5 separate regions of the Mus musculus genome follow, and regions 1, 2, 4 and 5 are each linked to region 3. A link is a contact called in public Hi-C and HiChIP or PLAC-seq data. All regions are on one chromosome and are shown on one strand. The core of a region is the stretch at or near the end of the contact, and the rest is flanking DNA. Distances in the headings are between cores, read along the strand shown. Region 1 has its middle 42 kb from the start of Gm36553. Region 2 has its middle 31 kb from the start of 4922502H24Rik. Region 3 has its middle 28 kb from the start of Gm41040. Region 4 overlaps Gm36475 (a long non-coding RNA gene). Region 5 has its middle 57 kb from the start of 4922502H24Rik.

Region 1 (3,220 bases), core at 547-3,046, 740 kb before region 3:
TGTGTGAGCCAGAATGAATGATCAAGAGAGGGGTTAAGTGAGAGAGAGGGCAGAAAGAAGGAAGCAGGGGAGACAAAAACAGACACACAGAGGGAAGGAGAGAGAGAGAGAGAGAGAGAGAGAGAGAGAGAGAGAGCGCTCAAGTATGTCCGAGAGGGTCCCTCAACTGAGAAATCTTTTAAGGACTTTGCTTCCAACAGAGCACACTTACCCTCCCCCTAGCACACAGGGCTGGCCTTGGTATGCCTGAGTATATAGATTTGAGTGTCAGTCCTCACTTACTTGGATAAATAGGAGATCATAGAGAGGGATCTTTACCTGGCTATAGAGAAATCTTTAATTCTGGTATGGAACTGGGAGGCCTAAGGAACTATAACAACCAGGGCTAGGTTTCCTGTTCAAAGAGGGCAGCACAATTCTCTGTGTCACTTCGCCTTGATTAGAGGGTCTTAGCTAGATCTTTTCCTGAAATACAGAAGCTCTTTGAAAAAAAAATCTTATTGGGAGATTTTTTTTTTTCTGTACCAGGCACTTACGTAGTCTTGGCAACTGTGGTGACAGATGAGTCACCAGAGCAGGTTCCAGTTGGTTCTTCCACCCCATGAAGGCAGTGATTGCTGATTTACATCAGTCGTGCCTGGTGTCAGGGTTTCCTGGCCTGTGGCTTGAGCTTAGTCTTTTTTGATATCTGCTTTTCCCAGCGTTGGTGTGCCTTGAGCCTGTCAAATTACCTCTGCAACACTAACAAACCAGGGTGTTAGAAAGGGGAGGGCTCACAACTTCTATTTGATCCCTTTCTTAGTTGCATTGCTGAGATTCTCACTGGCAGGTACTTGGACCAAAGGTTGGTAGGAAGGCCTTACTCTTGAGCATCACAGAGAGTCCATCCGTGAGAGTTTCGTTTTGTTTTGCTCTTATGGGGGTTCGTGCCCTTCTGTTCTCTTTTTATGCTAATAGTTAATCAAAACGCTGTGTACTTATGATTCAAAGTGTGGAGCAAACATGAAATGGAAGTATTTATTAGAAATACAGGATCCTTAGTCCCATGTGACCTACTCAACTCTACTTTGCACTTCAACAAGACCAGGGGGATGTTTATGATCTGTGAAATTTAGTAATCCCTAGCTAAGCCACCACCTAGTTTTGTGTGAACCTAATCACACAGCCCCAGAAGGAGCAATCTAAGCCCCACAAGCTGGAGTAACCAGAATGCGGACACTGTACCCTGACTCTCTTAGGGCAGAGAAAAAAAAAAAAAGGTTCTCCTATAGCAACTCCACCCTATGGCCAGCCACCCACCTTGCACCTTCAAATAATTTGGCATCAGACAAATCATTTAATGCCATGCCACTTGCCTGACACACCGCTATATGTTCAATTTTCTACAAGGTTCCCTGGACACCCAGCAGGCTCTGTGCAAGAACAAACAGGATAAAGTTTAGTCTCGTTTATGGTATCATCATGGATGCCTAGAAGCCGTGTCCTTATTTAAATGACGCACTGGCAGAAGCAGCAGAGTTTTAAAGTGGTATCAACTCTGATCAGAAAACGTGAAGGAGGGTGCAAAGGTAGAGGGATGTAGCGTGGGAGCTGGAAGGGGATGCTGTCATGCATGGTTTCCTCTCCTTTCTAAAAAGTGCAGATTTCATTCCCCTTTCCATTTCAATTGTCTTTCATTTGTAGGCCATTACTCCCATTTTCTCAATTGTCTTCCCAATCCACATTCTGTTTATTGAGACGCCTTCTTGTTCATGCCCAGAAGCTCAGCCAGCGTGGTGTGGGGGAGGGCACAGATCTGGCTGCTGATGCTTTTGAGTTCTCTCCAGCGAACCGTGGAAAGAAAGCCTTGGCATTGTTCAGATGAGCGAAGACTCCCGAATTTTGGCTCCTTGTCTTGAAGGAAGACTAGGAAGAGACAGTACGCATTGTGCAGGAGCCTCAGCCATTTGAAAGAAAGTGAAATAATAAGCCCAGGGATGACCTTGTAAGGAGGCAAGTTTGTGTGTTGCTCATCTTAGTGATCTGCCCATTGCCAGCAGCAGTGACCCAACACTAGGCAGATATTGATGCTGAACAAAGGTGACGTTTGACTTCTAACCTCTAACTCTGGCTCAGATTTGAGTAGTAGTATAGGTTATGTGTGGTAGGGTGGTGGTGGGGTGGTGGGGTGGTGGGGATGGAGATAATCCTCAGCTTCATCCCTTTGACATCTATGAAAAGATGAAGGTGAGAAAAATTCTTCTATAAGTGGCAGGACTGGTTAAAAATGGCTGAACAGCCTACTCCTCTATCATAATCAAAGACGGGCTTCATGGCTATCATAGACTTTTTTTTTGACAATGCAGGTGAAATTATCATTCCAAGGAGCTTATATTCTGGAGACCTGGATTAATATATTCCCTGTGTTATTATTATACTAGATCGGGCAAAACATCAAAAGGAAAACAGTATGGCCTTTATAAAGGGTAGCACTATCTATTTCCTGACAGCACAGTTCTTGCTTAGACCAGATTTTTGTTCATGGAAATTCGAGTGCACCTGTAATCAAGAGGTGAAATCCCGGAGTCTAATTGGCTTTGTACCACAAATCCTCTCCACCACCAACCCAACCGCATCAGAGGGAATGGAGTCCATGCAGGATGCGCTGTCAGAAGCCAGGTTTCACAAACCATGGGAGATGGGAGAGCATGAGAGAACAGGGAATACAGCTGTGTTAGTCAATGTTTTCCTGTCTGTGATGAAAACACCTGAAGAAAAAAACAAATTGAAAGAGGAAAGGCTTATATACTTATTTTGAACCATGGTTTCATGGGAGATTTTGGTGCCTGGTTTTGGATCTGAGACAAAGGACAGAGAATAATGGCTGACAGAGAAAGGCTGCCCCAGCCCTTCCTTCCTTCCTTCCTTCCTTCCTTCCTTCCTTCCTTCCTTCCTTCCTTCCTTCCTTCCTTCCTTCCTTCCTTCTACCCTCCCTTCCTTCTTTCCTTCCTTCCTCCCTCCCTCCCTTCCCCCCTCTCTTCCTCCCTCCCTTTCTTCCTTTCTTCTTTCCTCCATTTCTTCCTTCCTCTCTTCCTTGTTGTATTAGGTTTTTATTTTTATAAATTTAATCAATCCTTAAAGACAAATCTGAAGCAGAAAATTGAAAATCCCCATATGACATTTAGTATATATTTTTCTTATTAATTACACCTTATATCAGTGTGTGATATGCTCGCCATAA
Region 2 (3,059 bases), core at 547-3,046, 540 kb before region 3:
AAAACTAAGTTTTTGGTTTCAACATCAAAATGCTTTCTATTCTTGGCTAACTCTGAGAGAAAAGCAGGCAAATGATTCTGTCACTAATGTCTTTTCTGGAAGCATCAAATGCTCTATTAACTGAAAAAATAGTTTAAAACAGCCCAACTATATACCCAGAGGAAAAGCTGCATTTCTTCTCTACATATCCTTTGAAGAAGATATCCCATCTTTAAAATAATAATAATAATAATAATAATAATAATAATAATAATAATGAATCTCTTCTCAAAAAGAATCAGTCCTGGAAAAGATATTTGAAGGTCAGATATTGGGAAAGTCATCTAAGATATTTTCCCAAAAAGATCTTTTCCAAAAGGAAGGAAGAAAATGAAGAAGATGGGAGAGAAGAGGAATAGGAAAGAAGGGAGTGGGGGAGAGAAGGAGCAACAGGAGGAGGAGGAGGAGGAGGAGGAGGAAGAAGAGGAGGAGAAGAAAAAGCCATAGAGGAGGCAACCCATAAAATGTAAAGAGACTCAAGGCAGCCTCCAAGACTAAAGTCTCAAGAGTCAATGAACTAGATCCCAGTCACATCTACCCTGGGGCCAATATCAAGGGGCAGGGCCCCTGTGCCTCTTTTCCATTAGCACAGCTGGTCCAGTACTTTCCTCTTTAATACATACAAAAAATCCCACAGGACTCCAAGCGACAGCCTAGGTGTCCCTGAAGTTTATAAGCACTAGGAGCCACTACAGGGACACAGTGGCTGGCCCCAGATAGCCAGTGACATAGGGAACCCTCTATGTCTGTGAGGAAGTCCCAATCAATCTTCAGCCAAGTGCAAACCTATCTCTGCAATTGGTTCCTGAACCACCTGGTGCAGCTTATCTTCATTCCGGGGGTATGGTCGCCTGCACATCCTGTTTCTTTTCTCTTTTCTCCACCGCTCTTCTTTCAGCCGAGAGCTTGCCAATCATCAGACAGTTAATCCCGTGAAGAAAAGAGGCAAACGGCAAGATTTTAGAACATGTATCTGCAAACCCAAAACTTATGGCTGCTTCTGCCCTGGGTAGCCTCAAAGCAACAAGTGACTTCTGAAGTCAACGTCTAATCAATGCTGTGACATTCAGTGTGTGTGTGTGGGGGGGGGGGGGTTGAAGTCAAGTGGGCCATGCAGAGAAAAGGAATTGGGGAGATGGCATGAGGCTAGTTGTCTCTTAAGAACTGAGATTGTTTCTTTCTGGGCAGAAAAAGGTGGTATGAGAAATAAGCCTTCACAAGCTGACACAAGAGACAGGTTTTTTTGGTAATGTTCATTTCACCTGCAAAGGCTCTGAATGCCCATCAGACAAAGGTTGCTTGTTTCTCCGCAGACTGAGTGATAGCATGGACTTGGCTGTGGGGACTGCATAGGTGTTTGGCCACTGTGAATGCATGGGCTTGGGGAAGAGCTTGCCAAATCCCGTTACGGTTTATGGAAGTCAGGAAGCCATAGATTCCCAACTCTGGTCCCATTTCTCAAGTTCCACTGAAGGTTTTGTGCTTGTAGTTGACTGGCTTTTTTTGTATTTTGATTTTTCATTAACACAGAAGGCTTGCTGTTGGCAATCACACCCTGGAATGTCCTTGTTGGAGCTTAACATTCCAGTACATTCTACGTTGCCTAATGATGAAGTTGTGGTTTGCCAGGAAAGGATTGTTAACGCTTTCCTTCTAGAACTGGGTAGAACTATCCCCGTGCAAACCTCAGCTAGTTCAAACAGAGCTTCTGTAATGGCAGGGGGAGAGAAAAGCTGCTATAAATACTTTTATGGGCTGCAGAGGTGATTTACAACCGGCTTTATTAATCCTATAAAAAGGCACAGCTGAACGCCTTTGAGTTGCATGCGTACAGATGACTAATTAAATACACAGTTAAAAGCCTTGACCCAGCACAATTCTGACCATTAAAGAAATAAGTCTTGAATTCCCCTCCAGGCAGAAGGGTTTTTTTTTTTTTTTTTTTGGATGGATTTGTGGGTGGAAAGGGGTGGGAGATCTGTAGAAGGGGGAAGTGGACATTGTGATGAATCATGGAAGGTAGAGCAAACAAGGGGAAGAAGTTTAGTTACCATTTTCCCCTACTCATAATGGCAGCAGTATGTCTGCCCCAGGCTGCCAAAGGCCGCTTTGGCTGATCTCTGACAGCACCAAGGTTGTGGTTGGTGTGAGGAGGACGAAGGAAAGCACAGAGGCAGTAGTAGGGAAGATAGAATCCCAATGTTGATGGGTAGACAAAGCAGCCCAACCTTGTCTTGCTCACGTGCTCGCTCCACTCGGCTCCCATAGTGAATTTCTGCGCTCAGAAACTGAGGCTCAAGGATGAAAAGTGATTTTGTTTGTTTGTTTGTTTGGTTTGTTTGTTTGGTTTGTTTTGTTTTGTTTTCCATTTCCAAATTTTGTTTAATTAGGTATTTTCTTCATTTACATTTCAAATGCTATCCCAAAAGTCCTCCATACCCCACCACCACTCCCACTTCTTGAACCTGGTGTTCCCCTGTACTGAGGCATATAAAGTTTGCAAGATCAAGGCCCAATGTTGGCTGACTAGGCCATCTTCTGCTACACATGCAGCTAGAGACACGGGCTCCAGGGGTACTGGTTAGTTCATATTGTTGTTCCACCTATAGGGTTGCAGACCCCTTTAGCTCCTTGGGTACTTTCTCTAGCTCCTCCATTGGGGGCCCTGTGATCCATCCAATAGCTGACTGTGAGCATCCACTTCTGTGTTTACCAGGCACTGGCTTAGTCTCACAAGAGACAGCTATATCAGGGTCGAAAGGTGATTTCCAACTAGCAGCTAGATTAATTAAGGGCAAGGCCAGGACAGGGACCCAGAAGTGACCTCTAAAACATTCCCCCTTTAGGAGACAACCATCCATTCCTCCTCCAGCCCTGTTGCCAGGAGACACAACGTGTTTCAGTGTGGGGAGAGGGGATTAGCAGAAGGCAAGTAAGGTAGGCTGTGATTCCAAAGGAAAATGTTTGCCAAACCATCTATCAGAGACATAAAAGGCCCTTTCAGTTTTCAGGTTCTTGGA
Region 3 (2,848 bases), core at 104-2,603:
GGACCAGACTGTGACAAGACAAGCTTGGCAGAGAAGCTTGGAGCAGCAAAAAAAGGAGAGATGCAAAGATGGTCCCAACCATCCTGAGCTCTCTCTTCCACGAGAGGAAATTCGTAGACCTTCATCACTGTTGATCTAGACAAAAAGACAGAGTCGAGCTGACTGTGTGAATACTGTAACAGATGTGTGCTTCTGGACACTGTAGGGAAGGCAGGTGTTGTTTGGAGGGATGGCTTTCTCCTTGAAAGATAAAGAAACCAAAGGACTAAGCAATCATCTAAGACATTTTTATAACTTGTTACTACGAATCAAATATTTACAGACAAACTATTGCCATGGTATTCTTGGATCAGGTATATGCTGACCAAGCAAGGGCAGTGGAGAGGGAAGAGGAGAGGAGAGCCAAGCCACCCAGGTTATCTGTCTGGCTGCTTGCACTGGTCCAGTGTGTCTAAGAATCCCACAAACCTATCCATCCCCTCTGCTGTGTTCACCTGACCTTTCTTCTATTTCTTTTTCCCTTTCTCCATTACCCCAAGGAAATAATCTAACCACTCCAGCTTCCTTTGCATGCAAAATGTAACTGTTCCTTTTACTTCTTTCAGATAAAGGCAGGCTCTGGGAGGGAGAAGGAAAAAAAAAAAAAAAGAGCTCCCGGCTTCTTCAAATTAGCTCTGAAATAAAAGTCACTGCCAGATGTTATATAAAAGGTGACGTAATCCTAAACTACTTCATTACATATGCAGCTCGGCTCTCCAGCCCAGGGGGAGTTTATTACATTTTGTCGATTCCATTTTCTATACCCACATCATTTTTACATAATTTTTCCTGCCTGACAGGCAGCTTCACATTTTCACAGCAACCCATCAAGATAGCGTTACAAGAGCGCAGGGAACCAGGTTAGCAGTTTACAAATAACGGCGCTAACGAGTCAGATTTGTCCCCGAGATACAAATCAGGGGTAAATGGTCCATCCATGCGTGAGAGAAGCACATCTATTTTAGAATAATAGAGAGGAAACAGAGCACTTTTCAGCCGGCACTGTATTCTTTCAGAGCGTGTACTAAATCTATCGCAAAAGTAGGGAAATAGAGATGTGCCCATCTAAAGTTCTTCTTGCCTTTCCCTTCGATGTCCTAATAAATTCCTGGCTCGAAACGAAATAGATAGCCATAGAACATGCACTAAGATCAAAGTTACTGCCTTTTCATATTCGCACAAAATTTAGAAGAGGACACGCCATTTGTGCCAGTGAAATATCTAACTACTGAGATGCTTCAAGTGCAAACATTGCGAGACACTTCCTCCCACTCTCCAAGTGCTAAGAAGCATCCTTCGCCCCCTCCTTCCTCGGCTCTCGCGGCTGCACTGCCCTCTAATGGCGAATTGTGGCAGTGCAGGCTGAGCCCTCGCTCCTTGAGAACTAAGGATTGGAGAGGCATTTGCAGGAAGTTCTTAGTTCTGGTGAATTTACTAATTCCTCGAGGAATAAGAAGGTTCCTGGGACTCCCACTCCCAAGAGGTGGTGCTTACCTGAGCCAGCGAGGTAACTTAAGGGGTAAATACACTTGCCACCAAGGCTAGTGACGTGAGTTCCATCCCTTGGACTCACATAGTAAAAGGAGAAAATCAACTCCTACAAGTTGTCCTCTGACCCCCACATTTGGGCTGTGATGCATGCCCTTTACAGACTCACGATCGATAAATAAGATGTAATATGTTTTTCTAAAAGATTGATCTTTCCAAAGTTTCATCTCTCTAGGTTTCAGTTTTGAAGAAAAATTTGGTAAAATGAACCTTATTGTTTTTCCAGTTTGTGCAAACAAAATAATGGACACTTTTATCCTTTTATAAGAGTAGGATGTGAATGTGGCATAAGGGGAGATAGGAAAGTTGTAGGAACCGACTGTACTCAACCCTTCCTCAGGCCTAGGGAACAGAGAAATTAACAATCACCCCCCCCCCAAATAAAATGTGTCTAAGCTCAAACTTTGTCTCCAAAATCAACATATTCCTATTCCTATAAATGATTTCATATATCAATAATTCTTTTCTTTTTTTCTTTATTTTAGCTTTGTGTAACAATGTTTTTTTATTTTATATGTATGGATATTTTGCTTGCATGCATGTCTGTAGTGGCTATTCCTGGTTGTCAACTTGACTATATTTGGAATGAACTACAATCCAGAATTGGAAGGCTCACCAGTGACCCTTATCTGAAGGCTGGGAGATAGAAGTTTCTGGTCTGGATCTTGGTATGGAGATCTTGAGGCATAGTGGCTATGGATTCCAGAAGATTAAGACAGGGAGATCTCCGAGTTCAAGGTCTTCTGGGATTAAAGATGTGGTGGCACACACCTTTAATCTGAGCTACACCTTCTACTGGAGACCATATAAGGACATTGAAAGAAGGGAGTCTCACTCTCATTCTTTCGCCTGCTTGTCGTGTGGGACTGAGTAACTGCTAGATCCTTGCACTTCCATTCACAGCTACTACTGAACCATTGTTGGGAATCGGACTGCAGACTGTAAGTCATCAGTAAATTCCTTTACTATATAGAGACTCTCCATAAGCTCTGTGACTCTAGAGAACCCTGACTAGACAATGTCTGTGCACCATTTGTGTGCCTGGTGATAGCAGAGACCAGAAAAGGGTGTGGTATCTCCTAGAAGTGAAACTGTAAATGTTTGTGAACCACTATGTGGGTGCTGGGAATCAAACCTGAGTCCTCTAGAATAGCAACCAATGCGCTGAACGACTGAGCCATCATCTCTCCAGTCCCTTATTTTAGCATCTTAATTATATGTAAGGGGGGAGGTGTTTGTAAACATGGTTTCCTGAGGAGGC
Region 4 (3,173 bases), core at 148-2,647, 660 kb before region 3:
AAAGCAGCTTCTCCTGTACTGGTTCATAGGAAATTTTCTTTTCCTTAAAAGTTTTTAAGTTTTTCTAATTGTAGATCTCTCTGTTCCTTGCATGCAAACATAAAATACAACTCAAATCTCAATTACTGTCTAATAATGTTGATACAAATGATCACACAAAGATGTAAAAATATACAAAAGAGTTGGATGGTGGTGGTGTACAACTTTAAGCCCAGCACTCTGGAAGCAGAGGCAGGTGTATGTCTGTAAGTTTGAGGCCAGCCTAGTCTAAAAAGTGAGTTTTAGGACAGCCAGGGCTGTTACACAGAGAAACCCTGTCTCAAAAAATCAACGAACCAACCAACCAACCAACCAACCAACCAACCAACCAACCAACCAACCAATCAAACAAACTTAACAAAACAAACCCCCAAAGAGTTATCTATCACACCTACCTATGAACAAAGGATTACGATAGCTACATACTGAGGTTAGATTTCTCATTTAGAAGAAAAGGAATGCAAGTATGTCTGCAACCTTCATAATAAAGATTGAAGGAAGGTCATCTGCTCAAATACATTATTCTTTAAGGTTTTTTTTTACACTTTTTAATTACATGCATGTATGTGTTCATATACATGTGACTATGCGAACATGATTGTAGGTGCTCCTGTGAGCTAGGGCCTTTGGGATCCTCCTGGAGCTGGACAGAGATCCCCATCCAATGTGTGGTCTAGGAACTGGACTCAGGTCCTTTGGAAGAGCAGTAAGCACTCGTAACTACCAAAGCATCTCTCTGGCCCCTCAAATGCATTCTTGAAAATTGAATAGACAGTGTTCTTTGAACAGCTTGGGGACTGACAGTGAGATAATCCATACCCATAGCCTCTTGGGAATTAGAGGTTGAAAAGAAGAAGAAAAGAAAGGGACTTTGAGAGAGTCTGTGGGCCAGTCTCGTGGCAACCTTGCTCACTTCTCAGGAAGCAGACTCAGCTAACCTAGCTCCTCCCTAACCTCTGACCTTCTGTACAGTTCCATATGGAGGAAAGTCCTGGACAACTGCACTTGTTGTTCCTTTAATGCCCCTACTTCGAAAATAACCCCCAGCTGCTCCAGAAAGGCTGTGAGCCTGACCCCGCACTCTGCGTTCTGAGAGGGAAGAGCAGCCCACTCACAGAAGCATCTGAGGCCCCAGGGTTTTCTTCCTTCTCTGGGCGCAGCAGCTGCAATTCGAAAGCAGCAGATTAACATAATACTTGGGAGGCATTCAGGAATGGCAGCAGAGGAGGTAGCCATTCCTGGGTCCTGGGATCCATGAGGGAGGGTGTGAAAAATGGCGGGGTCACTGAGCTAAAAGAGCCATGGAAAGCCCCGCCTATGGAAAAGGTGGGGCGAAGCTAGAGCAGCCTCTGTCTCTCCCAGCACCGGCACCAGGAAGAGACAGCTGGTATGGCTCAGCCCTGATGATAAGAAATGAAGCTGAAACAAAAGAAACCAGAACTGGAGTCTAGGAATGTCCAGTACACGTGGTAAAGTTTCATAGCCATAGGGGAGACCTGCGTGGGGAGCAGTAGGGGCTAAGTAGTGATCTACATAAAGTAGACAAAGTGCAGATGCTGAAAGTTTCAGACTGTTCTAGGGTAAAGAAAGGATGGCACTTTCTCTTTCTACCTTTTTTTTAGATAGCATCTGACTCGAGTCTCTTATCATCTAAAAGGCTTGGATGTGTTCTTCTTTAAAGGGATGATACCTGGTGTTCCAGAACTTGTAATATATGTTCCTCTTCCATGTTATGAAGGCAATGCTTCTCTACACACACAAACAGTCCTTTATATCTAATCATCTACATAGCACTGCCCATGTGGAAGTGACCAGAGAATCTGACCTTGGCAGCAGAAGACTAACAGGAAACAAGAAGAGGCTGATGCAAAGCTACCCACCCAGCAAGATGCTGGCAGTTTCTGACTCAGGGTGGCTGGGGCAGCTTGATAAGCCATCCAAGCAGCCGACTCTCCCTGATGTATAGGGCTGGAGGTGGCAAAGGTAGGGATGTGGCAATGCCATTAGCCTTACCTCAGTCTCTAGACTAACTCATTTGAACATCTATGGACCTGCTTTACCTCTTCCCCTCTCCCCCTATGCTTTGGGTGGCTCACAGTGTTTCATGACAGCCACTTGAAAATATTCTCTTCGATTCTCTCCGACAAAGGCTCCACAGGAACCTGACATAGACATATAGGATATAATATATATATAACATATAGGATATAATCCCAGTCCTCAGGAGGCTGAGGCTGAAGGATCATTGTAAGTTTGAGGCTAGCCAGAGTTACATGACAAAACCTATCTCATAAAGCACGTTTTCCTCCTCCAAATAAAGGCATTAGAAGGTATCCTCCATCCAAGGCTACAAATACCGGATCATTTTCTATGATCTTCATGATCTCTGCTCATTTCTCCAATCTAAACTCTCAAATTTCCTGAAATTAAGTCAATAAATATATATATACTGAAGATATATATCATAGGCAGCGTGTGGCATGAGATAGCCGCACAGCTACCTCCAAAGCTCGGCTCTATTTGGGAAGGACACATGCCTATGTGGCATATATATGTTATTGCTCAAAGAGATATCATCCCAGGTTAGTTTGCTGATTTTCCAAATGAATGTGCAAATATGGTTATATTATATTGTTTAGAAGAGGGAGGAGCCCTCAGCCTCCAGAGCAGAGGGAGCCAAACACTTCAGAAACCAAACGTAGCTAGGGTTACGGATTGAACTGTGTCCCTCCCAACGTCACATATAGAATCCCTAACTCTTAACAGCTCACAGTGAGATCTTGTATAAAGATACCATCTTTTAAAAAATGCCCAAGTTAAAATGAGTCTATCAAGGTTGGCCTTGACCCTAACTTACAATGTATCCTTAAAGAAGGAAAATTTCGTTGACAGATACAGAAGAAATGTGATCTGAAGGGTTATGGAAGGAAACAGGCACACAAAAGCCAAGGAGTGATGCTGTGGGCATATCCTACCACTTCCCCCATAGACCTCAGAGGAAATCAGCCTTGCTGACACCTAGATTTCAGGTTTCAAGCCATTTCTGTTGTTAAGGTTGCCCTCTGGGGTACTGGGATATTGTCGCCAAGGAAAATAAGGCAACACTCCAGGGTAAGAGGCCAGGGAGCACAGCA
Region 5 (3,029 bases), core at 450-2,949, 560 kb before region 3:
AGAGTATATAATAAAGTTGTGGCAAGCATTCAGAAACATCAGAGTTTTTTGTTTTTCTCTTAAATATCATTCTCCAGAGTCCCTTTTTAAAATTGTACTCTTTAATCATCAAATTCCAAGAACTGAACCATCCAACGTCTGAACATTGTCTTGTTCTAAGTCATTGCTTCTCTATTACCTAGTGGCAGCCCTCAAGTCTCCCTATTCAAACAAAAACAAAACAGAGCCAAGACCCAAGTCTGTGCATCCAGGCTGGAGCCATGTATCTCTGTGGCTCTGACATCACCCCCATCTGGGATGGGTTGTCCCCATGGATAGATGGATATCTCCATGGCCTAACCTCTAGAGCAGCCTTTCTTGAGCCATTTTGTGACTCCTTGCCTGCTTCCTCATCCTTGCTCCTCAAAAGCTCTGTTGGTGAAATTACCTTTTCTTCCATTATTTGTGTCTTATCCTATGTTCCTGACAGAATTTCTGAGTTCATCAGATAAGGTATGTCTCTCATCCCCTCTGTCACTCAAAACTTGTCTCTGCCTGTCATATCTCTTTCCTTGACAAGACTATTCAACTCTGCTCTCTTCAATGTTCTTTTTCTCTTGACTCACATACTTCTTTTAAGTTTGGTTGTGAGCCTAGCCCTTAATGGCCGAGCCATCTCTCTAGCTCAACTCATCCATTTCTTGTGACACAATGACCAATCAGCTTAAAATTGTCTGGAGCCCTTATGATAATATGGGCCAGAATTTCCAAGGCTATTTCAGTCCCTCAAGTCTGATGCTAAACTACCAAAAAAAAGGTGCAATCCCAAGCTCATGTCCTGAATACTGAATTAAAGCCTGCAAAGAAACATGCACACACCACCACCACCACCATGAATAAGTGTTTGGTTTATTTTATTTTTATGAGATGCTACTCTGAACTTTACTGGTCTACTGTATCTTTTAACATCTCTTAGCTTCTTTCATGGCATGTGTGTGTGTGGGGGAACCTCCTCTGGGTGTCTGTATGTCTTGCCAGGGGTAGGAAGCATCTTATTATCTTGTCAAAATGACCCTCAGTGGGTGGAGCTCTGTGCTGATATGGAGTTCCCTGGGACTGGTTCGCTCACAGTGATGCTTTGATCAGTAGGTCATCAACCCCGACCTTCTCCACAGTATGTTTCCTAATCTGGAGGCTTCAACAGCAGCTCCACCTCAACCTCCACTCGAGTTTTGATTTTCTGGCAGACAAGAGATTTGTCTCCTCCTTTGCTTCTTAGCTAGAACCCCAATTTCATTCATATATAACTATGCCTTCCCAAAGCCCGTGCAAGGGCTGATCTCACCCTTATGATGTACCTGTTTAGTGTAGGGAAATAGCCCATTTTCCCTTTCTTACTTTTTTCAGTGGTCATGTGATCTAATCATTACCAAAAAGGCACATAAGAAATCTATAATTATTAACCCTCTTGTAGAAACTCTCCTTGATTCTAAGAAAGAACTGCAGAAAGAGAGTGTCTTCTCCACATAGATTCCTACAGCAGCATAGACCATCTGGAACACCTCTGCATCTTGCTACTGATGTGAAGATAAAGCCAATGTTAAAAGCATGGGAAAGCAGAAATAGAATAAAGGGCTTTCAAGGCATTGCTAAGCAACCAAGTCAGCCTCCTCTGCCATCCACTCTGCCCTGGGTTTCTAATGGTGTGATACAATATACTTCTTTAGGGTATAAACCCACAGGGTCAGGGTTCCTTGTATTTTTACTTGAAAGAACTCTGATTGTTGAAGGTCCCAAGGTGAATGGAAGCTCATGAGCACATCCTTTTCATTCTCTTCCCTGAGCCTGGGGTAGTGGAAAGATGCTCTTCGTTCTCCATTCTAGACTGCTCTGGATTACGACTCCTGCTTAACTAAAGTGAAACCAAGAGAAAGATGTCTAAACCAGTGTGCTTTAGGAACCAAGCAGGAGGGAGTAAAGATAATGGACCTCATGGATTGTGTTTCAAACACTGTTGTGTGGTAAGGAGTAGTCATGGCGCACGCCTACAGCAAACAATTCACAGTGCACATCCACAGCACACACCCACCGCTCACACCCACTGCACACATCCAAAGGGCCTTTTGCAACAATATCAGTGCCTCTTAGGGTCATTTCCATAAAGCCACATTACTCCACATAAAAGTCACTAAAAACAAGCCAAAGTTCTAGTCACTAGTTACAAATAAAATGGCTAATTGAACCATTAATTAAAATTACATAAAATAAACCACTGAGTTCCTCCCACACATTAGTCACATTTCTCAGTACACACAGCTACCATGTTGGACAGGATAGTTGCAGAACATTCTTGTTCCATAAAGTTCTAATGAACAGAGGTGTCTCTATTCAAAGTGAAGTGATTAGTTAAGAGAACCAACCATAGACTTAGAAAGAACCACAGATGAAAGCCATAGTGGGAAGGATCCAGTTGTGTAGTATATTGTGCATGTAAGTTTTGACACTGCCATTTCTCTAATGTCTATAAATTTTAGCTTCCTCATAATGTGAGGACAATAATACTTATCAGGGAAAAAAACATCCTGAGGGCTAAAGTTGATGTATATGAAACATTTAGGAAAGCTACCAAATTGGTTGATATTCACAACAAGTATGATCTCTGCTCTTTTACCTGTTTTGAACATATAATGATGCAATATTCAAAAAGTGATTCATAGACCAGAAGCTTCAGTGCTATCTGAGAGTTTGTTAGGAAAGAAACATCTGGGCTAGGCAGACAGTTCATTAGGTAAATACATGTCTTACCATCATGATGACTAAATTCAATCCCTAGAACCTACATTAAAAAATGTAGCTAGGCAGTGATGCAAATCTTGAATCTCAGCACTCGAGAGGCAGAGGCAGATGGATCTCTGAGTTTGAGACTTGGGAGGCAGAGGCAGGTAGATCTCTGAGTTTGAGGCCAGCCTGGTCTACAGAGTGAGCTCCAGGACAGCCAGGGCTACACAGGGAGACACTGTCTCAAAGGGGCAAAGAAAGAGAAGACGGGG

Evidence for each region. Hi-C and Micro-C count contacts between places; a contact is called where the count stands out from the background. HiChIP or PLAC-seq counts read pairs in DNA pulled down with a chosen protein or histone mark.
Region 1: a Hi-C map of cerebral cortex shows a contact between it and region 3, with 2.6 times the contacts expected there. The contact joins two enhancer-like sites. A contact is called at or near these places in 1 of 484 Hi-C or Micro-C datasets (cerebral cortex) and 3 of 115 datasets of contacts at active chromatin or transcription factors (embryonic basal ganglia, embryonic stem cells and hepatocytes).
Region 2: a contact with region 3 is called in a Hi-C map of uterus, with 5 times the contacts expected there. The contact joins two enhancer-like sites. A contact is called at or near these places in 3 of 484 Hi-C or Micro-C datasets (myocytes and uterus) and 1 of 9 other capture datasets (embryonic stem cells).
Region 4: a Hi-C map of cerebral cortex shows a contact between it and region 3, with 2.5 times the contacts expected there. The contact joins two enhancer-like sites. A contact is called at or near these places in 3 of 484 Hi-C or Micro-C datasets (cerebral cortex and nephron progenitors), 4 of 115 datasets of contacts at active chromatin or transcription factors (SST interneurons, embryonic stem cells, fibro-adipogenic progenitors and 1 more) and 1 of 9 other capture datasets (embryonic stem cells).
Region 5: an H3K27ac HiChIP or PLAC-seq map of neural progenitor cells shows a contact between it and region 3, with 10 times the contacts expected there. The contact joins two enhancer-like sites. A contact is called at or near these places in 1 of 15 datasets of contacts at CTCF or cohesin (large pre-B cells), 1 of 484 Hi-C or Micro-C datasets (cerebral cortex) and 1 of 115 datasets of contacts at active chromatin or transcription factors (neural progenitor cells).

What each region holds. Positions count from the first base shown.
Region 1 is chr13:101,630,342-101,633,561 of GRCm38.p6, reverse strand. No RefSeq gene overlaps it. Among named protein-coding and RNA genes, the nearest start is that of Gm36553, 42 kb to the right of the region's middle. Within about 2 kb of position 1,796, at least 25 of the 459 cell types and tissues checked have an H3K27ac peak or open chromatin away from gene starts, as enhancers often do. A contact at or near this core is called in cerebral cortex, where this site is marked.
Region 2 is chr13:101,426,723-101,429,781 of GRCm38.p6, reverse strand. No RefSeq gene overlaps it. Among named protein-coding and RNA genes, the nearest start is that of 4922502H24Rik, 31 kb to the right of the region's middle. Within about 2 kb of position 1,796, at least 38 of the 459 cell types and tissues checked have an H3K27ac peak or open chromatin away from gene starts, as enhancers often do. A contact at or near this core is called in uterus, where this site is marked.
Region 3 is chr13:100,890,871-100,893,718 of GRCm38.p6, reverse strand. No RefSeq gene overlaps it. Among named protein-coding and RNA genes, the nearest start is that of Gm41040, 28 kb to the right of the region's middle. Within about 2 kb of position 1,353, at least 55 of the 459 cell types and tissues checked have an H3K27ac peak or open chromatin away from gene starts, as enhancers often do. A contact at or near this core is called in cerebral cortex, neural progenitor cells and uterus, where this site is marked.
Region 4 is chr13:101,551,450-101,554,622 of GRCm38.p6, reverse strand. All of the region lies in intron 2 of Gm36475 (a long non-coding RNA gene), which reads right to left. Among named protein-coding and RNA genes, the nearest start is that of Gm41043, 4.9 kb to the right of the region's middle. Within about 2 kb of position 1,397, at least 18 of the 459 cell types and tissues checked have an H3K27ac peak or open chromatin away from gene starts, as enhancers often do. A contact at or near this core is called in cerebral cortex, where this site is marked.
Region 5 is chr13:101,453,016-101,456,044 of GRCm38.p6, reverse strand. No RefSeq gene overlaps it. Among named protein-coding and RNA genes, the nearest start is that of 4922502H24Rik, 57 kb to the right of the region's middle. Within about 2 kb of position 1,699, at least 5 of the 459 cell types and tissues checked have an H3K27ac peak or open chromatin away from gene starts, as enhancers often do. A contact at or near this core is called in neural progenitor cells, where this site is marked.